Regions from separate parts of the Oryctolagus cuniculus genome. Here region 2 is linked to region 1. The links are chromatin contacts, called in public Hi-C maps. All regions are on one chromosome and are shown on one strand. Each heading gives the region's core, a stretch centred on a gene start, on an enhancer-like site or on the middle of the called end of the contact. The rest is flanking DNA. Distances are from core to core; before and after follow the strand shown. Region 1 holds the start of FERMT2 (FERM domain containing kindlin 2). Region 2 has its middle 28 kb from the start of GNPNAT1.

Region 1 (5,848 bases), core at 2,232-4,731:
TTGCAATGCAGCGCTGAGGGAGGGGCTCACGCCAGGATCTGTCAACTCCAGGGAATTAAGTGCTGCCACCTCCACATCAGGGGAGCCCGAGGAGAGCATCCGCCAAGCAGTCTGGAGCTGGGCGACGTGGGCGAGCGCTGCCCTGCCACAGCTCACTGTGCCCCACTGAGCTGCAATCCTGAGACGCCACACCTGTGCCTCTCAGCCCTTCCACCGTCTCCGCCACTCATCTGGACTCTGCGAGGGGCTTGCCACTGCAGACACGCAGCCATCAGTCTACCCTTTGACACCTTCCATGACACAGCCTGGCCTTCCAGTGTCCAGGTAACTCTGACAAACTGGAGTTCTCTCCGGATTCACAACTGTCTTAAATGCTGTCTCGCTCAATTTCTCCTCTATCTCCTGGCCAACAGTTAACAAAACAGCTTGCCATTCAAAATACCTCATTCTAAAAACCAGGGTGCAAGAAATCATTTAGCTCTACTTTTACAAACAGGAAAGTCAGGAAGTACTCTCCTGGGCTCAAGTCTCAGAGGGATCAGGATTGGTTAAATTAAAGGAAGAGGCAAGTTTTCCATATGCACAACATTTTCTATCCTGTTTAGACTTCTCTGTTTAAGAAATTAGAAGTGCATCAGCATTAAAAGATTAAGATATGCAGCACTTAAATTAACACATCAATTCTGATGGCAAATAGTTTATTCTCTATAGTTCTATTTATGACTGACTGTAATAGACGATTCTAATCAATGCAATACATATATAGTAAGACCATTATTTATTCATTAGTTAAAGCCTGACTTTTGGGCCTGCATTGTAGCACAGCAAGTTAAGCCACTGCCTGAAGAACCAGCATCCCTTATGGAAGCAGTTCAAGTGCTGGCTGCTCTACTTCCGATACAGCTCCCTGCTAATGTGCCTGGGAAAGCAGTGGAAGATGGCCCAAGTGCTTGGGCCCCTGCACGTACATGGGAGACCCAGGAAGCTCCTGGCACCCACATGAGGGACCCGGATGAAGCTCCTGGCTCTGGCCTGGCCCAGCTCTGGCAGTTGCAGCCATTTGGGGAGTGAACCAGTGGATGGGAGACCTCTCTGTCTGTCTCTCCCTCTCTCTGTAACTCTGCCTTTCAAATAAATAAAATAAATTAAAAAAAAAAAAAAAAAGCCTGGCTCTGGAGAACTACAGGTTGCCTCAGTCACCTTCAACAGCTCCTTCCACGCAACGTGAAAGAAACCGCCTATTGAAACCCACGTTATTAGTGAGGTCCACTTATCACAAACAAGGCAAGCTCTGACACAAACGCTCTTTCCCTTGAAAACAGAGGACACACGGACAATTATATTTGGTGATATTTCAGCCCTCATACCAGTGCTGAACTGATCCATGGACACTTTGCAAAGAGTCATCGATTTACTCAAATCATACAAAAAACACTGTTAACCCACAGAGAGCGGACTGGTTAAACAAACAATACAGCAAAATCTAGCTGCCAAAGGGCTGGGGGTGGGGGAAGGTCCTGGCCCTGTCTCAGGCAGGTAAACAGCACAGAGGCAACCTTGTGAGGTGCTTCTCTCGGGTCTGTGCATAAGGAAACTTCTGCAAAGCCACAAGGCGGGTGCTCCTGTGAACCCTGCCGTATTGGGCACAGCGCCCCAGAGAGCTACTGCAGTAAGTTTATATGGTAGGGACGCAAGGCTCCCTTGGTAAGAAACACATTTCCTAATCAATGCTTCTCCACTTTGGCAGTGTGGTTTAGAAAAAAAAAAAAAAGCCAAAAACACAAAAACACACACCCTCAAAGTGAAAAACCCAACCTACAAAGACCTGACCACAAGTGCATGATATGGAAAACTGGGGAAGTCTCTTCTGAACACCAGCTGTTTAGCTACCGCGGAAAACGGTTTCCTTCATGGCAGACAGAACGTGCACTGGGAAACCTCCTCCAGTTTCATGCTGTCAGAGACCCTGCCTTCAACCTGGGCCACCCGGTAGGGACTGGACTCGGGCGAACACTGTCAACCCCCAAGCAGCCTTCCCGTCTGCTTCTGAACACGGTTCTCCCACTGGCTCGTTAATGTAAAACCGAATGCTCCGAATAGCCGCGCTGGAGCACCGGGTGGGGACTCCAAGTCGCTCGGCCGCTGCCCACCCCTCGCAGGGGCGCACGGCCGGCCGGGCCACCGCCACTGCCCAGCGACGCCAGCACCCGCCTATCTCCCCGGGTGGGGGGCGGCTTTCTAACGTGGATTTCGCGTTACTCCCGATGCCAAGCGTCGCCAACACGCCAGACATGGGTAACCACACGCCCCGCACCGCCACCCTGCAGACCCTGCCCATTTCTTTCCACGTGAAGCCGGCGAATGCAAAGAATCAAGGAGCTCCCCGCCCCCAGCCCAACTACGCAATGAAGTCTCTAAGTAGGGGCTCCAAGCACCACATTCCGAAAATTCAGAGCTAGCCAAACAAAACGCCAAGGGAACCGCGTCGGTTCGCTTAAATATTGACAGATCTCACTTTTTTTTTTTTTTAAGTATCCAAGAGACGCCAAGATTTCCACACCCGCCCCTCCCCCCCGCGCCGCCTCCCTCCCACCCCTCCCCCACCCCGCCAGTCGCTTCCCGGACGCCTCCGGGATGCTACTCACCCAGCTTTTCCACCAACTTCAGCATCACCCCTCCGATGTGCACCTCTCCGGTCACTCTCAGGGTGACATCGCGGTTCAGGTCCGTCACATGCACACTCAGCTCCCACGTCCCGTCCGCGTAGCAGCCATCTGGCATCCTTATCCCGTCCAGAGCCATGGCTCCTTCCTGCGCGCGCGGAGGAAATGGCTCTCGTAAGCGTCACTCCCCCAAACGAAGGCAAAGCCCACCGTGCTCGCGGCGTCGGCCGCCGGGCTGGGGAAGCCGGAGGACCCGGTGTTGGGGGTGGGGTGGGGGGCTCCCGCGCAAACTCGGGAGCACCGCGGAGCCGCACTGGGCGCTCCGCGCTCCCGCCCCGGCCCCGAGCGGCCGCGGCCCCGCCCGCCCCACGCCGCCCCCGCCTAGCGGAGCGCAGCGGCGTCCCCTGCCTGCCGCCCGGCCGCGCCCGGCCGCGCCCGGCCCGGGGAGACGCTGCCCGGGGGCTCCACAGTCTTCGTCCCCACCCGCGCTCCCCAGCAGATTGCAGCCCCGTCCAGGCCCCTCACCGCGCGCTCCTCGCGCACCCGGCCCGGGGCTCGCCCGCAACAGGCGCGGGGGCGGCGTCCGCGTCCCGCTCCGCAGCCGGCTCAGCTCTGCCTCCTGGCCGGAGCCGCTAATGGAGTCCCGGCGCCGCGGCCCCCAGCCTGGCTCCGCGCGCTCCACCCCTCTCTCCCCGCCCCCTCAGCCCGTCCGGTCCGGGCTGGGCTCGCCGGCTCCCTCCTCCTCCTCCTCCTCCTCCTCCGCCCCGCAGAGCGGCCCGGAGCGCCTGGGGCCGACCTCGGCCCCTCCACAGCCCTCCCCGCGGCTGCGCTCCGGGCGGGGGCCGCGGACTCCGGGCTGGGGGCGGGGCGGCGGGGGGCGGCGGGGGGCGCCGGCGGCGGCGGTGGCAACCTCAGCCCCGCCGAGCGCTGCCCTTTTATGGAAATGAAGGACCAGGCGCAGGGATGGAATCCAACATCCGGGCTCTCGGCGGCGGGACCTGAGGAGGGGGAGTCCGGGCCGCTCCTCCGCCAGCCGGAGGCCGCGGCGTGAGGGAGCCGGCGGCCGCCCGGAGGATGGGGCTCGGCGCGGCGAAGTGGCCGCAGGGAATCCCCAGAGCCGTCAGATTTCGGGGAACAAAGTCCTGCCGCTTCCTCCCCAGGCCTGGAACGCGCCCCAGAGTCCCGGGGCGGTGAGGGGCGCCGCTTCCCTGGAGCCGGCGGGCCGAGTTGGGGATGTAAAAACTTTAAAAAGTGAGCGCCCAAGCCGGCTCCACGAACATGCCGCGACAGGAGGAGAAAACCCGGGGTGGGGGAGGCGAGCCACAAACGTCGCTGTGCCATGGGTGACCGGCACGGTCAGCGACTCCCACGGGACCCCGGGAGTTTGCACGAGGCCTTAACCCATTGGGAAGCTGCAGCCCGGGGCGAGTGGCGGGCGGGCCCCCTCGCTCGGGCTGAGGGCAGGGAAAACCCTTGGTGCCAAAGCGTGTCCCCGGCCTGTCCAGTCTCCGGTGCGAATCTGGACAGCTTGAGAACCAGCCGCCTGTTACGAAGATGGGTCCTGCACCGCACCGCGAAGGCCCTGCGGTGGCTCCTGCAGGGCCAGGGAAGACTGCACGGAAGGTGCAACGCCGGCCTCCGGCCTCCCTGCCTCCCCCTGCCCCCTGTGCCGACCTCGATCCCGAGGGAACTCTGTGCACAAACAGCGAACCAGGGAAACCGCTTCGCTGGCCAGTGCACGGCTCAAAATATATAGGTCAGGAAGCCTCGGGTAAGATCCGCTACGAAGGCTCCCGGTTTGCAAAGCCTCATGGCTTTCCAAACACTTCGAAGGGAAACCCGCCAGACAAAAACAAAACACACTTTGGTTCATCGACACCTCTGGGCCAGGAGGTGAGAGCCTTGAGAAAGGACTGGAACCCAAAAAGGAGTGAACGCAGCGATGCTGAGTCGGATGCCAGAGGTTTGTCACCAAAAAGTAGAGGGAACCACTGTGGGGTTACAGCGTCGTCGTCATGGAGAGACATGCCTGCAGGCTCTGCCCCTGCACTCCCCGGTTATTTCTACTGAAGGATGTTCCAGATCCTTCCTTTGGAAGCGATAAGGAGGGAGTGTTTATGTGAATTGTGCTGTTGAAAATAAACAGGAAAATGTTTTTAATAAAATAGAAAATGCCTTGCGAGGGTTTAAAAAAAAAAAAACTACATGCGACTGTAAAATCGAGAGCAAATATATTCAAAAGAAAAAGGCAGCAGGGAAATACAGCAAAACTGTTCAGAAGCTGAGCCCACTTGGTACTGCTATTTATTTGCTACAAACCACCTGACTTTGCATCCAGGTCATACCTAGAACTGGAGGCAGCATCGCAGCGTCTTTGTAGACACTCACGAGGATAGATGCTTGCAGCAGCCGCTGGACAGGAATTTCGGGGATTTCCTTTTGTGGGTTAGTAGCCCCAAAATAAAACTCGAGTTGAGAGCAAGGACTTCAAATTTTTGCACTGTCTGCAAATATCCAAGTAGCTTGGCACAAAGAACATGGAAAACATGCTGGTATCAAATCAACACAAATGTCAGACAGCCTGTCTGTCCCACTGGGGCTGTCTCATTGATGGGGAAATCCCCACTTTCCAATGTACATATTTATTTCTCCCACCCTATGCCCAAAAGATTTATAGCTACACATAAGGATGCATATACTATGAGGTAGCCTAAATTATAAGTGGCACAAAACCGAAAAAGAGACGGGCTCCGGCATTTAGAGGGGTGGGGTGGAGAGTTAGTGTAATATAAATGACATAGAATAACTACAGCTTCTCCAGCATGCCTGTATAGGACCAAATACCCATGTCCTTTCTGAAGATCACCTTCCCCTCAAAAGCTGTTGACGCTAACTGTCATGGCTCACAGACCCTTTTAATGTTCAGGATCCACATTCTAGTTCTTTCCTCACCAGCAGGAGTTACTTTCTGAACAATCTGCTGCCATAGTGCCTATGCTCTGACCCCTGGGCCAGCCTTAATCCACTTCTACAACAGAGAGGGCGTGGAATTTTAATATTGTAATACCGCCTCATTTCTAAAAATTTGAAGTTGTTTAATCACAGCTTTATAAGAGATCTTTCTAGCTTTTGGAATGCCTGCAGATTCTGTGTGAACAATGTCCAACTCACAGGAGACAGACCCT
Region 2 (5,848 bases), core at 1,415-3,914, 150 kb before region 1:
GTACGCTGCTCTCCTCCAATCAGGAGCAAGTCCTACAGTTTATTGGCTGAACTGGAGGCAGCTGTGCAGAAGCTGTTTTCTTCTCTCCCAGCGCCATATTGTGGGAGAGCAGATGCATAGAGTAAGTCTTAATTCCAGTAACAGTCTAGTCCGGGTTGCTCCCCACAGAGCTGCACTGATCCAAAGCCTTGAACCAGGAGCTTCTTCCAGGTCTCCCACACAGGTACAGGTGCCTAAAGACTTGGGCCATCTTCTACTGCTTTCCCAGGCCACAGCAGAGAGCGGGATTGGAAATGGAGCATCCAGGACTCAAGCCGCCACCCATATGGGATACTGACACTGTAGGCAATGGCTTTACCTGCTACTCCACAGCGCCGGCCCCAATTTTTTCAAATATAAAATATATTGATATACCACCATTTTTAAAAAAGATTTATTTTATTTGAAAGGCAAAGTTACACACACACACACACACACACACACCCAGAGAGAGAGAAAGAGAGAGAGAGAGAAAGAGAGAATCTTCCATCCATTAGTTCACTCCCCAAATGGCTGCAATGGTTGGAGCTGGCCCAGATTGAAGCTGGGAGCCAGGAACTTCCCCCAGGTTTCCCGTGAGTATAGAGGTCCAAGCACTTGGGCCATCCTCCACTGCTTTCCCAGGCACAGTAGCAGGGAGCTGGATCAGAAAGGAAGCAGCCATATGGGCCCATATAAGCTGGATTGGAAGTGGAGCATCTGGGACTCAACCTGGTACCCATAGGATGCAGGCACTAGAGGCCATGGCTTTACCCACTACACCAGGCGCTGGCCCCTACTAGTATGGTTTTAATGACCTGTGAGTACTTTAAAATTTATTGTATATAAGTGAAATGTTCATTTTCCATTCAATTATTGTTTATAGCTGCTGTCCATATTCCCCTAAACTAGGATCGTTTTGCCTTTTACATGTTAAACTTCTTATTCAATGAAGTATTAAGCCTTTTTACTGTAATGCAAGTTTGAAATATGTTATCTCAAAAACTAAAAAAAGGGACAGAAAGAGGGAAAGAGGGAAGAAGGGTGGGAGGAAGAGAAGGGAATGGGAGGGAGGGAGGGGGAGAAGGAGGAAGGGAATATCATTATGTTCTTAGAATTGTATCTATGGGTCTGGCGCTGTGGCGCAGTGGGTTAATGCCCTGGCCTGAAGCGCTGGCATCCCATATGGGTGCCGGTTCTAGTCCTGGCCGCTCCTCTTCCAATCCAGCTCTCTGCTATGGCCTGGGAAAGCAGTGGAGGATGGCCCAAGTCCTTGGGCCCCTGCACCCACATGGGAAGACCAGGAAGAAGCTTCTGGCTCCTGGCCTCAGATCAGCCCAGCTCTGGCTGTTGCGGAGCTGTTTCTGAGGAGTGAACCAGTGGATGGAAGACCTCTCTCTCTGTCTCTACCTCTCACTGTAACTTTGTCTTTCACATAACTCTTTTTTTAAAAAAATTGTATCTACAAGACACATTGATACTGTTAAAAACTAATTAAAATTCAAAAATATTAAAAATTTAAAGAATAAAAATACATATATTAAATCTCCCTCCCCAATAAAATGTATTGATTTGCTATTTTGGTTGTAAGACTGAAGAATCCTTAAGTGAAAAATGTATAGAAGTATTTCGTTTTACCTCTAGATGGTGCTGTGTGTTATTTTTTGTAACTACAAGTTGCCTAGTTCTTAAATTGGAAAGGTTCTTCAAGATTATCCAATTTATTTTACAGATGAACAAGTTAAGACTTGTTGAAATTTTGTTTTATTTAAGATAAAAACTCTTGTTTGTGGTAGGGCCAGTACTAATGCCTCTTTTTTAAATTTGACAAGAAAGGAGACAGAGAGAGAACTCCCATCTGCTAGTTCACTCTCCAAGTGCCTGCAACGGCAGGGGCTGAGCCAGCGCTGAAGCCAGGAGCTAGAGAATGTAGTCCAGGTCTCCCTCGTTGGTGGCAGGGACCCAAGGACATTAGCCATTACCTGCTGCCTCCCAGGGTGTGCACTGGCAGGATGCTATGGGCAGGAGCCAGATTGGGACTCAAATCCAGATACTCTGATGTGGAACTCTGAAAATTAATTTGACAGATGCTATTGAGAACCTTAAATTGTCCAAACCCTGACCTACTAGTTGAGCTTCTAGTCACTTGTGTGTAGGAAATAAGCAGAAATATGAATAATGCTTTATATTACAAAGATACAGTGACATATATTATTTGTAAATAAGACAATCATTACTTAAATTAGCTTAAGGATATGACATATTACAGGCATTTACAAACTTCTTGCCGATAATTGTAAATGGTGTAGGAAATAATCAATATAAGAGGCTAAAATTTGTAAATGTGGTATTTGAGTTATATTAAAAATATTACTGTACTTTGATGAATCTCCCAGAATATACATTGTCCAATTTTCCCCTTCAAAGTTTTCCTTTCTTCCTTCTGTGTATTATTTGACTCAATGTTAAAATGCAATTTGCATCAAGTTTTCTAACTAATACACAGTTCACACACCCAAATGTCTTGTTAGTGGCTTCTTACTTCATCCTAAAATTGGTTACTGGAATGATCCTTAGTTTAAGTGAAATACAGTCTTGCTGGCTGTCATACTCAGAGCCAGCATTCCTGTAGGAGGTGTTAGCTCGTGTGAAACTTCCTTCCTACCTCAGATCATCTTACTGGTGCAGCTCACAGAGAGCAGATTCAGTGTATGCAGTGAGAAAGGTCCAGATTTAGATTTCAGTTTTTGTCCTGGGGATTGGTTAGAAAAACAGTTAAGAATGATCATTTAGCATTCCATCTCACACTATTTATGTGTGTGATATATGGCAAATTATTTATCCTGTTTTTTTGCCCATAAAATTAAGATGGTAGCCCAGGTGGCCTGCGATGCATGGTCTAGGAGAGGGGCACAGTATTTGAAATTGTGTTGGCATTGGAAAAGCTGGGTCACATGGCTCCCATACCTTTAAGATCTCTCCTGATTTGGAAATGCTCTTCTGCATAGTGTCCCTTTATAGCAGTCTACAGAGGGAGCTCTAGGCCCTTGCTTCCCAAGCTTGCTTCTAGATCCTGCAGTCCAGAGGTCATTATTTGCTTCCATTTTCTTAGTGCGATGGTCTAAATGTTTGTGTTCCCCCAAAAATGTACATTTTGACATCCTGATGCCTAAAGTGATAGCATGAAGAGGGCAAGAACCCTAGTGAATGACATTAGTGCTCTTACAGAAGGAACCCAGAGAGCACACTTGTCCCCTCCCCCATGTGAGAACACAATGAGGCACCAGCTATGAGCCGAGTGGGCCCTCCTCCGCGATCTGTCGGCCAGCACTTTGATCTTAGATGTTCCAGCCTCCAGAACTGTGAGAAATAAACTTGTGTTACTCATAGGCATCCCAGTTTATGGTGCTTTTGTTGTCGCTGCCCGAACAGATAATGCCACTCCATTACTCAGACTAAGCACTGCTTAAGCAGTAGAGCCGGGGGCATGGAAGCTGCTACCAGCCCCTAAAAGCATGTCCCGTCTTAGCCACAGCCATAAACATGCCTGGAAGGGTGCCTTAGTGCCCCTTTATTTTCACAAGGAAATGTCAGCAGAAACTCCAGCGTCTAAATTCCTGAGTTCTCCTCATTCTGCTCAGGGCCTGCCTTGAAGTAGACAGAATACACAGCTGGCGACCTGCAAGGAGCCATCCGACAGGTGCTTCATCTGGAAGTGGCCACCTCACTGCCTGTTAGTCCAGTGTGAATGTGCTTGACTTCGGCTCTTGAAAGCTACCGCAAATTCTTTATAAAGAAATCTTTCCAAAAAGTGGCAAGAAATCCAACTGAGGGGAAAAGGAACAGAGCGGAGCACATCAAGTCCAAATGAAAACCTTACTGAGGCTACCACAAGACAGGAAGAAGTAGATTTCACCAGCGTTGTGGGAGGTTAAACTGCCCCTTGGGACGCCTGCATCCCACATCTGAGAGCCTGGGATGCAGCCTTGCCTCTGCCTCTCTTCCAGCTTCCTGCTAACGCCCTGGGAGGCAGCAGAAGATGATCCAGTTACCAGGGTTCCTGCCAGGTATGTGGGAAACTGATGGAGTGCATAGCTTTAGCCTCTCCCAGCCCTGGCTGTGACAGGAATTTGAGAAGCAAACTAGAAGTTGGAAGATTCTCTCTCTCTCTCTCTCTCTCTCTCTCTCTCTGACTTTCAAATGGAGAAAACTTTAGGAAAAAAAGAAATCGATTTCATGAAGATATCAAAGAGATATCTATAGTCTCCTGTTCATTGCTGCACTATTCACAGTGGCTGAGAAAAGGAGTCAACCTAGGTGTTCACCAACAGATGAGTGGATAAAGAAAATATCACACACACACACACACAGAAGAATACCATGCAGTCATAAGAAAGGATGGAATCCTGTCATTTACAGCAACATGGGCAGACCTGAAGATCATGTTAAGTGAAATAACCCAGGCAGATAAAGATAAATATTGCAAGATTTCACTCATATGTGGACTCTTCAAAATCTGAACTCAAGGGCTGGTGCTGTAGCACAACAGGTTAAGCATCTACCTGCAATACCAACATCCCATATGGGCGCCAGTTCAAGACCCGGCTGCTCCACTTCCAATCCAGCTCCCTGCTAATGCACCTGGGAAAGCAATGGAGGATGGCTCAAATGCTTGGGCCCCTGCACCCACATTGGAGACTCAGAAGAAGCTCCTGGCTCCCGGCTTCGGCCTGGTCCTACCCCAGCTGTTGCTGTTGCAGTCATTTGGGGAGTGAACCAGTGGATGGAAGGCCTCTCTCTCTCTCTCTCTCTCTCTGTCTCTCTCTAATAAGTAAATAAATCTTTAAAAAAACCTGAGCTCAGAAATGCAGAGGGCAGAATACTGGTTACCAGGGGCTGGGGAGGGTGAAGGAAGGAAGAGAGGAAGAGAATGGTTAACAGGTACAAACTCACACCTGACAATAGGAGTGGGTTCTGGTGTCCTATTACACAGAAGGGGGATTTTTGCCAGCAATGTCTCATCATTCAAACCAGCCAGAAGAGAGGATTTTGAATGTTCCCTACACAAAGAAATAACAAGACTTGACAGCATGACTAAATAGCATGAGTTGATCAATATCCAGTGTACCCAAGTGCCAAAACATCACACTGCACCCCACAAAAATACACAATTTATTACCTGTCCAAAAGACAACACCTTCAGTGTGTATTTCCTCTGACAGTTGCAAGGGTATGACTTTTGAACACCGCAAACGAGACTTGAACATCCTCACATTTCATGCGTCTCTCTGTTCACGCCAGCGTTTTCAAGTGTCCTGTGCTCTGGCGATAAAGTCACAAAGGCGTCGCTCGGTTTGTTTGCCCGTGCATGTTTGAGTGGCTGTTGAAAAACAGATTTCAGGTTCAGATTTGCTTTGTGACTGTTTTTAAAGTGATTTCTTTGGTCTGAGTCATAGTCCATTTTTAGCCATCCGTGTGTTTATAGGCAAACTTCTTAACATTTATCTCCGGATACTTTGAATAACTTCAAATAAAGGCATTAATAGTGAAATCAACTTTTAAACAAGAGATTGTAAAATATGCTAAATATGGGGGAAATGGTCTATGCTTTGGCCTTGTAGACAGCAAATAGTGAACAGGCGTTATTTTCTCTCAAAGTTCTTAGAGCTACTTAGAGAATATAAATATAGCAATGTGAGAAAGGCTTGTGATGCACGCATCAATAATCAGACCGCTGGTTCGAGTCCTGGCTCCTCCGCTTCTGATCTGGTTTCCTGCTAATGCACCAGAGAGGCAATCACCATGGTCCAAGTGCTTCAGCTCCCCGCCC

What was found. A called contact is a pair of places that touch in the nucleus more often than the background predicts.
Region 2: a contact with region 1 is called in a Hi-C map of embryonic fibroblasts, with 6 times the contacts expected there. The contact joins the enhancer-like site here to the promoter of FERMT2 in region 1. A contact is called at or near these places in 5 of 6 Hi-C or Micro-C datasets (ear pinna, embryonic fibroblasts, psoas muscle and 2 more).

The regions. Positions count from the first base shown.
Region 1 is chr12:23,418,118-23,423,965 of mOryCun1.1, reverse strand. FERMT2 (FERM domain containing kindlin 2) reads right to left here and starts at 3,481. Exons shown (of 15, transcript XM_051822203.2): 1 at 3,189-3,481; 2 at 2,646-2,811. The coding sequence starts at 2,802.
Region 2 is chr12:23,566,112-23,571,959 of mOryCun1.1, reverse strand. No RefSeq gene overlaps it. Among named protein-coding and RNA genes, the nearest start is that of GNPNAT1, 28 kb to the left of the region's middle. Within about 2 kb of position 2,664, at least 2 of the 8 cell types and tissues checked have an H3K27ac peak or open chromatin away from gene starts, as enhancers often do.